Regions from separate parts of the Mus musculus genome. Here region 2 is linked to region 1. A link is a contact called in public HiChIP or PLAC-seq data. All regions are on one chromosome and are shown on one strand. Each heading gives the region's core, a stretch centred on a gene start, on an enhancer-like site or on the middle of the called end of the contact. The rest is flanking DNA. Distances are from core to core; before and after follow the strand shown.

Region 1 (7,108 bases), core at 2,933-5,432:
AAGAAACACAAGGCTCTAACATAGATTGACTAGGCCTCTCGGAAGACAAAGAGCAAAGAATCGCAGGAAAGAGAAATCAGAAAACTTGAGAAGAAACTCAGATCTCTGCTACTACATTCAATGTTAAAACCTCCTTAGAATCCTCAAAAGGCTCACAAGAGACATCTGTATCAGGGTCCTTTCGGCAAAATCTTGCTGGCATGCCTGGCAAACACAGAAGTGGATGCTCACAGTCAGCTATTGGATGGAACACAGGGCCCCCAATAAAGGAGCTAGAGAAAGTACCCAAGGAGCTGAAGGGGTCTGCAACTCTATAGGTGGAACAACAATATGAACTAACCAGTAACCCCAGAGCTCGTGTCTCTAGCTGCATATGTAGCAGAAGATGACCTAGTCGGCCATCATTGGGAAGAGAGGCCCCTTGGTCTTGCAAACTTTATATGGCCAGTACAGGGGAACCCCAGGGCCAAGAAGTGGGAGTAGGTGGGTTGGGGAGCAGGGAGGGGGAAGGGTATAGGGGACTTTTGGGATAGCATTTGAAATGTAAATGAAGACAATACCTAATAAAAAATTGGAAAAAGGAAAAAAGAATCCTCAAAAGGATTATCTCACTTTCGCTCAAATGCAAAAGAACCTCCAATAAATACCCCCCAGTTCTTAGTCCTCCATCTTCCTTTAAGAATGGTTTGAAGGCCACTTGTTTCAGACTTAACTATAGAATTTATTAAAAATAAAATTTTGAGTTGGGAATGATAGCTCATACAATAATCCCAGCATTTGGGAGGCTGAAGCAGGAAAGCAGGGAGTTCAAGGCTAGCCTGAGCTACTGAATTAAGAACCTGTTTCCAAAAGCAAGCATGCAAAGATTCTAAAATTTTACTACTCAAAATAGGATCCAAATACACATTTTTTTTTAAAACCAAGAATCATAGGTATTTTTTTTTTTTCTGAATAGTACAGAATTCACTGTATACCAGACTGGCCTTGGACTCACAGATCCCATGCTGGGATTTAAGGCATGCACCACCATGCCCAGGCATTCTTAAGGAAACTTAAGTATCCCAACACTCTTCACAAGTTCACTAGATGTCAGCTATTCCTTGACTCCCTCAGTTTACAATCAACTCACTGGTCGGTACTCTCCAAGTGTGTGTTTCTCTCTAATCACATAGCACATTATTTCTTCCCAGCACCGCTCCTCACCAACTCTGCTATAGCAAAGCTTTCTGTCTCCCCACAATTAACAGCAGCAAATTATTAAACTGCTACATTGACTAAACAAGCCACCAGGGATCTGTAACTCAAAATGTTGCTCTAATTGTGCTACTGTTCTCTCATAAATCAAAACCAATGCAAGATTTCCATCACAACAGAAAGTGGAACAGAATTAAAACACTTGCAGTATGCTTTCTACCAAATATTTTCACATACTGAAAGCAAATAATGTAGTTCAGTATTTTTGGTCTACGTCACAAGCCTATGGTCCTTTGCTCACAATACAAGAACCTGATACACACAGCACATCTATGAAGTTTGGGGGCTACAAAACCAGATCAGAGAATGAGAGGGCAGAATAAATTTATAACCAATTAAACATCAGTAAATCCAAAATATTCACTGTGGGGTAGCATTTATAAGACATGAAATAGCTGGCCTAATATAAAGACAAGGATTCTCAGACTACCCAAATGATGTGTGTGTGTGTGTGTGTGTGTGTGTGAATATATATGAATGATGTTTTTAAAGGAACTAAAAGAGCAAGGGAACCATATTAAATCTTTTTTTCTTTTTTACTTATTGACTTTACATCCCACTCACTGGCCCCCTCCCACAATCCTTCCCCTGACCCCCACCCCCACCCCGAGCAGGTGGGGCCCCCAGAATATCCCTCAACCCTGGTAGATCAAGTCTCTGTACCACATTAAATTTTAATCAGAAACTTGTATTTGTCATGAAATAAGGTTCTAAGTCACTGAATGTAAAGAATCAGAAGATGACTAAAAGCCAATTCTACTTTTGCCAGGAATTTAGAACTTCTCAAAGAGTTCAAACTCTTACCAAATGCATGTATGTAAACTAATGGGTAGAATCTGGGTCTTGAGAGTTCATGTCTAGTGAGTGTTCTTCTCACTGTATGGTTCACAACTTAAAACAAACTGTTAATTCAACCAAGCTCAACCTAAATTCCGACCATCCTTGCTTTATTTTTTTAAAGGATTCCAAGCAATGACGGCAATTCCATACACAAACATCAACTTCATAGCGGTGAACAACTTTAACTTTAGTCAAGTAACTAACTCAAAAACAAGACAGATCAATGTCACAATGGGGACAACCAGGCCCCACATTGTGAAGTGTCACCAAGAGATTAGCTGAAAATATATCTACTTCCTTAGAGCGGCCAGAATGGTTCTGTGGCTCTCTGGATGCAGAGAACACACTCTAATTCAGCTTCCCTGTGACTATCGTGTATTTAATCATTTTATTTAGATACTAGTGTCAACTTCCTAGACAAGACCAAGTTTATTAGACCTCACCTCAGGTATAACACTGCCTGCTTCTAAACTCCACATTCTTCCTTCTGTAAAATTTGAAGAGATGGGGAGGTTGCTAGACTTTAATTCCTTCTAGTTCTAACGTTCCCTCTCTAATTTCACTATCTCAAATGAAAACAGAACTCTCTTAAGGAATCTAAGCCATACTATTCAGAGGTTCAAAACACTAAAACAAACAAACAAACAAACAAAAACATTAAAAGAAACAAGTCACCTGGTAGTTTGCAACTGGAACCAGGTGATTTTTTTATTCTCTAGTAAGTCATACAAAACAGCAATATTAATCCTGAAAAAAGGGGCATGGCCAAACTGGGAGTAGTGGCATATGCATTTGATCCCAGCACTTGGGAAGCAGAGGCAGACAGATCTCTGAATCAGAGGGCAGTGTGGTCTACATAAAAAGGCAGCAGCATAGTCAACTAAAGCTTGAACCCAAGATAGAAGTCTCTGCAGATGGTTTGAAATCGTTCATGTGGCTGATTGCCTGTTCAACTTTACCAGAACCCTAGGACCTTGGAAATAGCAACTATCTTTTTTAAATCCTTTTATGTTCCAGGAAGTAGTTGACTGCAGTCACCAGCCCCTACACAACCACCTGCCTTCCTCTCATAGTCCCCCAATAAAGCCAAACTTAGATGTTTCGAAATCCCATTCATTTCATCAATTAACTCCTGAACTGTGTGATCAGTCAGCACCCATTGCTTCTTATCTACAGTTGATTAAGACGTTCTTTGTACAAGTCCCTGAACCTTGTCCTTTCAGACTAAAACAGCAGAGAACTCTGAGAATGACTGGCCTCACGGTAAAACACCCTTCGGTTACTCCTTTCCCTCCAATCTCTCACACCAGGTTCTTTTTATGTTTACGTATCCTTCTCACCTAACCTTTAAGACACTTGCAAATAATATGGCTCAAGCTGTGCTCCCTCCTTCGATAGAGATGTACAATAGGAAATTACAAATTTTTCCTTTCAAGTTAAATCTGTTGGGACTCAACCTGGACATTTTCTTTAAAAGTGACATTGATTTTCAGTTCTGCTCTAGTTGAGTGTTAAGAGAAGCCAATTTTGTCTTAAGTGCCTCGGCGTTGCTTGTCTCCAAGGAGACAGGCAAGCGTGCAAAAAGGCACTGCTGCGTCCTTAAAATCTCAGCCAAAAGCCTGCGGCGGGAAAAGGTGGCAGGGACAACGTGGTGGGTAGAGCAAGGTCATCAGTGGGCCACCTGGCGCCACAGGACACACGCGAGGGCAGACTCCTTAGACTGGGTACTCCGACAGACCCGCCCCTCTCCAACCCCACAGGTCCCTCGGCTGTCTGGAACCCCGGCGGCGGCCGCGCGCACTCTGGGAAGGTTGGGGTCCTGCCAGCGGTTCATCCCAACGCTCCAGCAGGTTCCATTCCCAGCAGGGACATCAACCGGCTCCTTTCACAGACTGACCTCCCTGTCCTTTCCTCCTGAAGGTTGTCACTCTCATCCTCACAAGACTCACCATAACGCCAAGAACAGGTCGTGGGACAGACAGTCTAGAGTCCCCGGGACCGTCCAGAATCTCCCCTTCAGGTTCTGCAAAACGGAGCTCTCGAAACCGCGAAGGGAAAGGTCTTCCGGCTCGGCCGGAAGTCCTGCCCGCATGGGACAGGAAGTTCCTCCCTCTCCGGACCGCCAGCGACCCCACGCCACGCAGAGAGGAGGAGCCGCAAGGCGTTCTCTAAAGCCACTTCCGTGGGTGTGAGGCTAGGGCGGGGGGCGGGGCTGACCTTGAGAACGCAGGGGCGCAGGCGCACAGGTAGGTGGGCGGGGCGGGGCAGGGCGGGGCGGGGCGGCATGCCCGCAGGATTCCTAGGTAGGTGCGGTATTTTTCGCGGGCGCTGGTGGTCGGTTTGTGCTGCTGCAGGGATCAGCTGGGTGGGTGTAGCCCTCGTACTCTGACGGTTTATTGAGGGTAAAGAACCTTCTTGGCTGTATTCATGCTGAGATCATTCAGAAATTGTTTAGCTCAGCCAGCCTCTTTTCTGTCCGCTTTCCTTACGCAGTACCTTGGAATCTCAGTTAAAAATTCATGCTGTCCAAGCACCTTCCTCTCTTAGGTCAATGGAATGTGACCTTTAGAAGTTCTTTGCTCTTCACAGACGCCAGCTCAAGCCAGAGGATATCTACAAAGAGCAGAGGAGCTAAGAAGAAAATTCAGTATGGACATTTCCTACCTACTTAATACCAATATGAACAAAAAGGGCCTTACAACATTCTCATATACATACATACATAAATACACACACATTTATGCTTTATGACACCTCCCTCCTTCCAAATCTGTACCAGTGAACTTGCCTTTATATTGTGATGAGGGTTAACCATAGAGGTAAGTTTGAAATAAGGACACAGAGCATCTTTGGCCCAGAAATTATCACACCGTTTAACGATCCTTATGGAAACATGCTTATCTCACCCTTCTCCGTGAGATACCTTTTACCATAATGTGGTTCTCTTGTGGAGTCAGAACTGGGGAGGAAATTCATCTTCAGCAGTCAAGGTTGCACAAACTTGCAACTATGAAACAGCTATGATGTTCAACCTCTAACTGGCCCAAGGACCCTGGGAAACAATCCTGAGCTACCTAGAGATGTTAGATTGGTGCTGTTTCAAAAGGATACAGAAACAAAGTTTATACATTATGTTAATTTTTAATGGTGGGGGGAGATAGGGTGACAGGTGATAGAGAAATTATAAGAAATGAGAGAAGCTACTCCGAGACCAATAGCCTTGAGGAATAGTTTGTGAAACTGAGAACTTCCCCAAGGGTTCTGTTACTGCTTTATAGAAACAAGCCTGTTAATAGACAGGCCCCAGGGCAACTGCAGTATAGTAAAGAAGGACTCCGGTTGACCGCTCCTGTATCTGGGGGAAGCCATTGCTATCCTTGAGAAAGAAAAGATGGAGGTGGCGAGTGCCTATCAGCCTGTCAGTGACATCACATTCTGTGAAGTCTTGTCTTTCACTTGTGACACAGTGGGTCTTCCATCTGTCCTAAACCTGGCAGCCTTGTTAAGGATCAGAAAACATCTTCTCCTATATGACAGTAGGATAGGAATTATTAGCAGGATAGAATCCATTCCTGCCAGAGGAAAAACAAGAAATCAGTTTTTACTACCTTATTACTTTCAATAGACTGTCAGATTCTATATTCTCTATTTTGTACATGGCGCATTGATTAACAATCCTTGGTTAAAATACTTTAGTTTCACATAGTGTGTATATGTTTACATTTACAACTGTATCAAGTCTTTTTGTCCTATTAAAAAACAATATATTCTACTAATTACCTGTTTTTTTTTATTGACCATTTTCTATTTCTTAAATGTATAGAAGTCTTTGACAAAGATTCAGAGAAAGAATTATGAAAAGGAAAGAGAGGAAATGTGATGATGAAGATGAAAAGATCTTTTTGGCAAATTAGTTATGATCACAGTCTTTGATAAAAGTCATGGCTGCTTACCATGTGGGGTTTGTGATAATTTAAAATGTCCTCTCTACGAACTGATCTCAGATGTGTATAAATATCAACAGAATAGTATTTACATGAGCACTCTGGCCTGAAACTCTTCCAATTTTAAAAATCAATTTTTAAAAGTCTTAAACCGTCTTAACAAAATGTGTTAATAGTTTTACCTCTAAAAAAAATTCAAACACTTTTCTCTTTCCTTTACTGAATATGATATGTTTTATTCTGTGATTTCTATTTCTTGTAAATGGTAATTAGTCTGTAACTATGTGGAAAGTTGGGTTTTGTTTCCTTAGGTAAATTGTACTTAAAATTCTTTATTGGCCATCTTAGAAAAATCATGTACCAGTAACAATGATTTATTGGTCATGTTCTGCCATATATGGTTAGTGGAACATTTTGCAATTGTTCCAAAAAGCCACTAGAGGAAAATGGTTGCCTTTTAAGTAGGATCAGAGGATGGGACCTTTGTGGTGTGCTGAGTGTCCTTGTCAGAGAGAGAAGAACTTGCTTCCTCGTTGTTTATTCTGCACCATGTGAGAACTTAGTCACAACTCATTTGCCAACAACAAAGGGGTCCATTTTCACCCCCACCAGTGATACATATGGGAACTAATTTTGTGGTTTAAATCACTCAGTTTATGGTACTTTTGTTATAGTATCCAAAGTAAAGAATGCAAAATTGTGTTCAGTGTAATTGCTTTGACGTGAATAAAAAGCCCTACACTCACAGAGAAAGATAATTGAAAATGTATCCATTACCATTCAGCATTCATTTTCTAAACTGTTCTATTTGAAACAATTATTAAAAAAAATTGTCCATCAATAAAGCTTCTTAAAGCCTACCTATATTGCTCTTACTTTTCTAATTTAGGAGATAAGGTCTTCAGAAGTTAAACCAGGCATATGACCCTAACCCCAGCAATTGGAGGGTAGAGAGCCAGGAGTCCAAGGCTAGTCTGGGCTACATAAAAGTCTCAAAAGTAAAAATGTACTGCATTCCTTCAATAATAGTAGCATTCCTGAGAATCTTTATTGCCATGTTCCTTCCCCCC
Region 2 (7,108 bases), core at 3,201-5,700, 63 kb before region 1:
CCTGATCATGGTCTATTACTACATCACCCTTCTGTACAACAGCAATTGCCTGGGAAGTGAACTAAAGGCCTATCTATACAGGTGCTATGGTACATCATGCTGTTGAATAAGAAAAAGGGAAGGCAGAGAAGCCATGAAAATGTGATTCTGTTTGAGCGTTTTCTGAACTGAAGGTCAGAAATGGGAATGAGACAAAAACTTTATAACCCATAGTGGTTTCTTTCCCTTTTTAAGGTTATAAAGGCACACAGATTTAAACTCCAATGCAAAGGCACTGTTGGCTAGAAAACATAAAGACATAACAATTTAACAATACATTTCCACTAGAATAAGTGAGACAAACGAGCCAGTCAAAAACAATAATAGTACAAAGATGTAAGGGTACGTGCATCCTCGAAGCTGTCATTCCAAGTGACCTGTCTAGAAGAAGTCTGTTCCCTGGAGTGTGGAACAAGGACTGACTGGTAACACAGTGAAGATGGCTATTTCACAGCTATGGAGGAGAACAACACAAACTTACTAGAATAAACTAGAAAATGACTGGCTCATTTTCCAAGTTCAGGATCTGGAATCAGCTACTGATTAAGTATCTTCTAACACATCCTATGGTAATACAAGTATCTGATCATGTGACCTGATGGAGAGTCTCAAGCAGGAATCTGAACTGGGGTATAGGTGAAGAACGGGCAGAAGGTAAGGACAGCAGTTGCAGGCAAGCCTGAGCAGAAAGTGAAAAAGAAGCTCACATATGACAGTGTGTGGAGGCAGAGGCAGAGACAGGTGACCACCCACTGTGAGTTCAAAGTGAGCTGGGGCTTCAATAAGACCTAGTCTCTATCTATCAATCAATCAATCAATCAATCAATCAATCAGAGAGAATGGGGAGAAAGAATTCTTCCCAGATTCCAAGGTAATAGTGGTCTTTAGGATAACTTCTGGTTTTCCTTTCTGGCTATAAACACACAAAGGCTGCATGTAGCCCCATTTTACTTTTTCCATACTGTACCAGAATATAAGCACAAATTTAAGCACATATCCAATCAGAACAGCAGCATATCCATGGTACTTCTGACTACAAGCACTATTCCATATACTAAGTACTTTATGTGACAGAAAAACCATATCACTTTCTTTTTGACCAACAGTCATTATTTCATCAACTGCCACATGGATGCTTGACTTTAAACAGATTTTCTCTGTGTACTCTGGCTGTCTTGGAATTTGTGTTATGGACCAGGCTGGCCTCAAACTCAAGACATTCACCTGCCTCTGCCTTCCACATGCTGGGATTAAAGGTGTGCTCCACCACTGGCCAGCATAAACAGTTATTTTCAACTAAATTATTAACTTACAACTAAAACAGGATAAGATGGAGGATATCTAGGCTGTAATTTTGATTAACTGTTTATGAAATATAGCAGAAGCAAAGATAAAACAATGGAGAAAACAGTTTCGATACTATCCCAAGGGAGGATGTTGTATATAAACAAATTGGATAATGAATTTCTATACTGCTACATTTGGAGGAGGGTGGGAACAGAGAGAATTGCGAAACTCACTAGGCTGCCCAGCCTGACCTTAAGCCCCTCATCTTTAGGCCTCCCTCATGACTTTAGAGCCATGACTCTATTATCAGATGTGCATCCTCAGGTCTGTCTCCCACAAAATGGTTGAGTAACACCATTAGTCAACTATTTAACGTGTGAGTCTGCTATCTCATCTAGTCAATGAGAATGGCAACTATGAACAATTATTACACAAAAGACCAAGAAAAAAATGCTGAGAATCACTGACACAGCATAATTGGTTTCTGACAAATGCTAGTTTCCTTGTTCTTCCTAATTTTACTTGTAGCCTGTCAAGTTAAACCTATTATTAAGATTTACTTGTTTAGTTATATGTAGGATAGACACTACTTCTTCAGGGAATACTTCCCTAGTTCAAAAGAATTATGTAAAAATAAAAATGTCATGGTCATCACTGGTTCTATTCTCCAAGGCAATTGAGTATATACTACATATAACACAGTGCACACCATGCAGCCAGTGATTTGCCAGACTTCTCGACTTTAATTCTGACGACACAATAGTGAAAAGAGCATCATTAAGCACTATTCAAAGGGCTGCATTACATGTGATCTTTCACTGAATTCTACCAAGAACCCTGTGAGGTAGATATCACTTCTTTTTCCAGATGGGGAAACAGAGACCGAACAATTAAAATCAGCCTCACGTGACAGTGTCAATGAGAAGCCGGGCTAGAGTGCAAAGCAGCTCTGAAGCTTTCGAGAACTGTAATAGAACCCACGACACGCACCCAGCACACAGCTCTGAAGCTTTCGAGAACTGTAATAGAACTGTAATAGAACCACAGCACGCACCCAGCACACAGCTCTGAAGCTTTCGAGAACTGTAATAGAACTGTAATAGAACTGTAATAGAACTGTAATAGAACTGTAATAGAACCACAGCACGCACCCAGCACACAGCTCTGAAGCTTTCGAGAACTGTAATAGAACTGTAATAGAACCACAGCACGCACCCAGCACACAGAGTAGTTATTAATGCCTGGCAATAAACCGCTTCTTTATTTCTTTGACATCTTGTTCTGCTAAAACATAGTTGTCTAACTGGGGATACATGAGCAGGTAATAATAATAATAATAATTTAAAGATATTACTTTAAATTTTCCTAAGTATGTTGTAGAAAAAAATTTTGTTAGAGATGGCAACTATAGTACTTACTGTATAAAAATATGTCTCTAATTTATTTGAAAACATTTTATCTAAAAGCTATGAATGAAGCAAAAGGAAATGTTAAAATTTTCCATGGATAAGGAAATAAATACTACTTTAGTTTTCATTGGCATTACTTTCCCTCCATAAGTTTCACAGTAGAACAATAATAAAAGCACCGTAGAAGGATCCAAATAGGCAAAATGGCAGATGATAATTGGACATCAGGAGATAAATCTCAGGGTGTATATAGGCTAATATTAGTATAGAATAATATTTGTTAGTATTCTTTTCAAAAAAGTTCAAAAATAGGTTAGAAGATGGCCTGCAGCTTCAGGCTCAAGCCTTATCTTCACCACTTACACTAGTATTAAAGAATAAAGTACCTCCCCTTATCATAAAAGCAGGCAGACAAAAAACTTTAGAAGTGTGACATGTCTTCAATTCTGGTATTCAGGAGGAAGAATCAGGCAGATCTCTGTGAGTTCAAGACCAGACTGATCCACACAGTGAGTTCCAGGACAGTCCGGGCAATATACTGATACTCTGTCTAAAAAAAAATGAACAAACCTACCTACAATTAAAAAAAGCAACTTTGATGTATAGTGAATTAAAACATAGGACTCAAGTACCCATACTTACAGAGGGACACTCTCTCTACCCAACGGTGGGTTCATGATATAGTCTTTGGTGATTGGTTTCACCCAGAGCAGAACCATAAATAAAGGTGCCAAGAAGTTGATATGAAGTAATGTTCTGAAAATATACAAGAAATACACATAAAGATCTAGAAACAAAATGTGCAAGTGTAACTAGGGTATAGCATTTCTAATTATTTACTGTTAACCAGAATCCTTAAGAGCTGAGTCATTATCTTAGTGTTTCAGGTGAGAACATACGGACCTAGAAAGTTCAATGACAATCCCTTAAATCCAGGACTCAATGATAGGTGTTTTAATGATTATCTACAGTGATCACAAGGGAATATACATACACGTCATCTGAAAATTTTCAACACAGCTAAACTGAACATTTGCTTATTATTCACAAATAAATGAGAGTGATTAGAAGTCTTATCAGAAGGCAAATGGCAAATGAAACACAACAGTTTACAACTGAGCAACCTTGCAATATGCAATGATCATTTATAATGCCAAAATTACAAATGACTCAAGATTTGTTATTTCTTGGACTGTTATAAACACAGATGAAATTAATTTACCATATACAAATAAAGATAATGTACCCCCCCCCCCCTATTTTTGGTTCTATGGAACACACCTTGTTATACAGCCTAGCCTGGCCTTCATGCTACTCTCAGCCTCACAAAAGCTGGAACTACGGACATGAGCCACCACACTGGGGCTACATTCCTAATGCAGAAGAGGGATATCAGGATTAAGCTGCAACCTCTCTGTTAACTAAATCTGTATCCTACAGATACACATGGCTTGACAAAAGTTTTCTCTTTGGAACAAAAGACAGACTTGTTACACTATTTTAATACAACACACTGCTTTCATTATCAACCATAGAGAAGGCTTAACTATAGGTTTTAAAACACACAGACTTTTAAATATTACTACACAGACAAACGGTAGGGACAGGTCTGGAGGACACAGGGCTGAGTCAGGAACAACCCAACCACAGTACAAGCTGCACTGCCTTGCCATAGGGGTGCAGTCTGCGCTGCTCCTTTGCCACTCAGGCTACCCACAACAGAACTAGCTTGCCCATACTGTTACAGCATGACAGCGTGAGTGCTGTACCACAACAGGAGGCTGTAAAAAACTGGAAATAACACAAAATCCCAAATTCCCACAAGGAAAACCCTTAAAATAAAGCCACATTTTACTGAAGATAGATGCATCACCCTCTCTCCAACCATCACTAAATGCTTTATGTTTTATAATGTGATTCTTTCATCCCACAGTCTTGGTAAACCATGGAGGGCAGGGAAGAAAGAGCAGTATTAGGTATGCAGTGTTGCTAGGGAACACTCCAGTATCAAGGAGCAGCCCACAGCGGTTTCAGTAGCTTGTGAAGGGCTCCCCTCCACCCACCCTTTTCAGCTTATTTAAATCCTAACACTGGGGTTAGTGGACTGCAGTGTGTGTGTAGAGGGGGGGGGGGGATCAGGTTTTGTCTTAAAAGAAGCCTTTAGAGAGCTGGGTGGTGGGAAAGGCAGGGCATAGTGAAGAGCATGCTGAGTAAAAAAAAAAAAAAAAAAAAAAAAAAAAAAAAAAAAACGTGGGGGAAGATGAAGTAGTGTGTAACAGGGGCGGGGCAGCTAGGAACAAGTAAACATCTAAACACGGAGAAAATGGAGTCAAGGGGAAAAGTGAAAATTAAAGAACATAGGTAAAAGCTAAGAATGTAAAGAGAGGAATTAGGATCTTAAAGTATCTTAAATACAGTGTCCTCCTAGAGGAGCTTACTGACTATACATATGTATATAAGATGGAGGGTTCAAGGACGACCTGCAGTGCAGGTAAGAAGATCCTGGGTATAAACGAAAGCAAATACAAGCTCACCCTTCTGTCAAGGTGGGAGTGGGTGGGTAGGGGAGCAGGGCGGGGGGAGGGTAGAGGGGACTTTGGGGATAGCATTTGAAATGTAAATGAAGAAAATATATAATAAAAAATTGGAAAAAAAAGATGTCTCTATTCATAAACAAACAAAACTCCAATCAACCAAATAAACAAAGACCCCTAAATAAGGACAGAAAACAGCAATGGCTTCAGAGCCATGAGCAGAGGTTTAATGTTTTCTCCTTAGAATCAAAATAGGATTTGGTGGTTAAACTAACTGGATACAGGGTGTTGCATATTATTTACAATCTGGAAATAAAATAATGAATTACTTGAAGTTTAACATGCAGATCAACAACTTAAAATCATTCTTACAAATGTAACTCAGGCTTAAAATTATTTGTCATAAATAAAGATATTAAAATATCTGAATCAACACATAAACTTTAAGTATTAAAAAAAAGTTTTTTAAAAAAATTTTTCTATGAGATTTTCAATTTGAATGTAGAGATCAAAATACTATAAATCTCTGAATTAAAAAGAATATAAACTTTAACATTTTCATTTAAACAGGTAAAAATTAGTTTAACAACAAATGTATTTTTAACACTAGCCTGAAATTTCAAAGAGAAACTACTTATAGCTGACTAAAAACAGGTGTGACATCAAATATTTATTAATATTAATTTTTAATAAAATAATTTATTTTATCACAATAATATACCTTAATTAAGATGGAAAACATATATTTATCTGCATGTGCTTATGTACATTTTCCGCTTACTGTGTAATTTTTTCTGTTGCCATATTCAGGGCATCCAGATGCATTTGAGCCAGCCGTAATCCAGGAAATGTCAAAAAAGCCCCAATGAGTGAACAGAAAACAGCCAGGAAAAATTTGAAAGTAAGTTTTGAAACAGGGCCCCTAGAAATAAAGTTTAAAAAAAAAAAAAAAAAACAACTGATAAATTTTTTGATAACTTACTAAGAACCATTTTTTCTATCCAGGTAATTTACAAGTCATGACAACGTCAGTACATCAAATTATGTACTACACACATACATACTGATCTTATTCTTAACAGGTCATAGTGAACTAACTATAAACTAAACCAGATATTTCTTAAATAATAGCCAACAATCCAAGCTACACATCAATGACATATGGCTCAGATATAAGTTAATTTCATCTTTGGACACAGTGGGATTGTAAGAGCAAATATAGCTAAGAATTTGATGGGAAAGTCTACCTTCAAATGACTGTACACAGTATGAGTAAGGTGTTCCTAAAAGTGGTAACCCGGGGGCTGGCAATGGAGTTTAGGGGTAAGCCCCTCTCACAGTGAGTTTGGAGGTGAGCACCTGCTCGTCTGTATGCACTGGTCCCAGGGTTAGATCCCAATACTGAAATGAGTGAGGGAGAGAAGTGAGAGTCCTATCATAAGGGAATTATTTTACTGATTAAAATCAATTATTTATAGTAAAAATTGCTTTAAGAAGGAAAAACGTTAAATTTAAATAATGCTCAAATTGTCAAAAACTTACTGAGATTCTAAACCCTGCTTTTCAAGAAACTGCATTGCACTGTCTGAAAAATTTGTAAACCCTGTAGGAAAAAAGAGACTACTGTCATCATAGGGTGAAATATACTCTTAGAAAACACAGCATCTTATATGCTAATGACTAGCCTCTTTCTCTGTGTTAAAAAGTATGCTATGATGCAATAAAAATCAGTTATTTGCAAGAACAGTCTCTAAAACATCCCTTTGGTACTTGTACATTTCATGAGTGCAGAAAATTTGAAATTAATTCCTTAGCATTACAGAAATTAATTAAACCTTA

The links. HiChIP or PLAC-seq counts read pairs in DNA pulled down with a chosen protein or histone mark.
Region 2: a contact with region 1 is called in an H3K4me3 HiChIP or PLAC-seq map of embryonic stem cells, with 6 times the contacts expected there. The contact joins the enhancer-like site here to the promoter of Tmem161b in region 1. A contact is called at or near these places in 4 of 39 promoter capture datasets (3T3-L1-derived adipocytes, the HPC-7 cell line, liver and 1 more), 5 of 484 Hi-C or Micro-C datasets (the G1E-ER4 cell line, brown adipocytes, embryonic fibroblasts and 2 more), 3 of 115 datasets of contacts at active chromatin or transcription factors (embryonic stem cells, epiblast stem cells and intestinal villus epithelium) and 3 of 9 other capture datasets (adipose tissue, liver and pancreatic islet).

What each region holds. Positions count from the first base shown.
Region 1 is chr13:84,219,370-84,226,477 of GRCm38.p6, reverse strand. Tmem161b (transmembrane protein 161B) reads right to left here and starts at 4,182. Exons shown (of 12, transcript NM_175187.5): 1 at 4,044-4,182. The coding sequence starts at 4,046. A230107N01Rik (RIKEN cDNA A230107N01 gene) reads left to right here and starts at 4,303. Exons shown (of 2, transcript NR_138587.1): 1 at 4,303-4,340; 2 at 4,588-6,897.
Region 2 is chr13:84,283,068-84,290,175 of GRCm38.p6, reverse strand. It overlaps Tmem161b (transmembrane protein 161B), which reads right to left. Exons shown (of 12, transcript NM_175187.5): 7 at 6,812-6,872; 8 at 6,051-6,191; 9 at 3,378-3,491. Among named protein-coding and RNA genes, the nearest start is that of Gm41011, 57 kb to the left of the region's middle. Within about 2 kb of position 4,450, at least 48 of the 459 cell types and tissues checked have an H3K27ac peak or open chromatin away from gene starts, as enhancers often do. A contact at or near this core is called in embryonic stem cells, where this site is marked.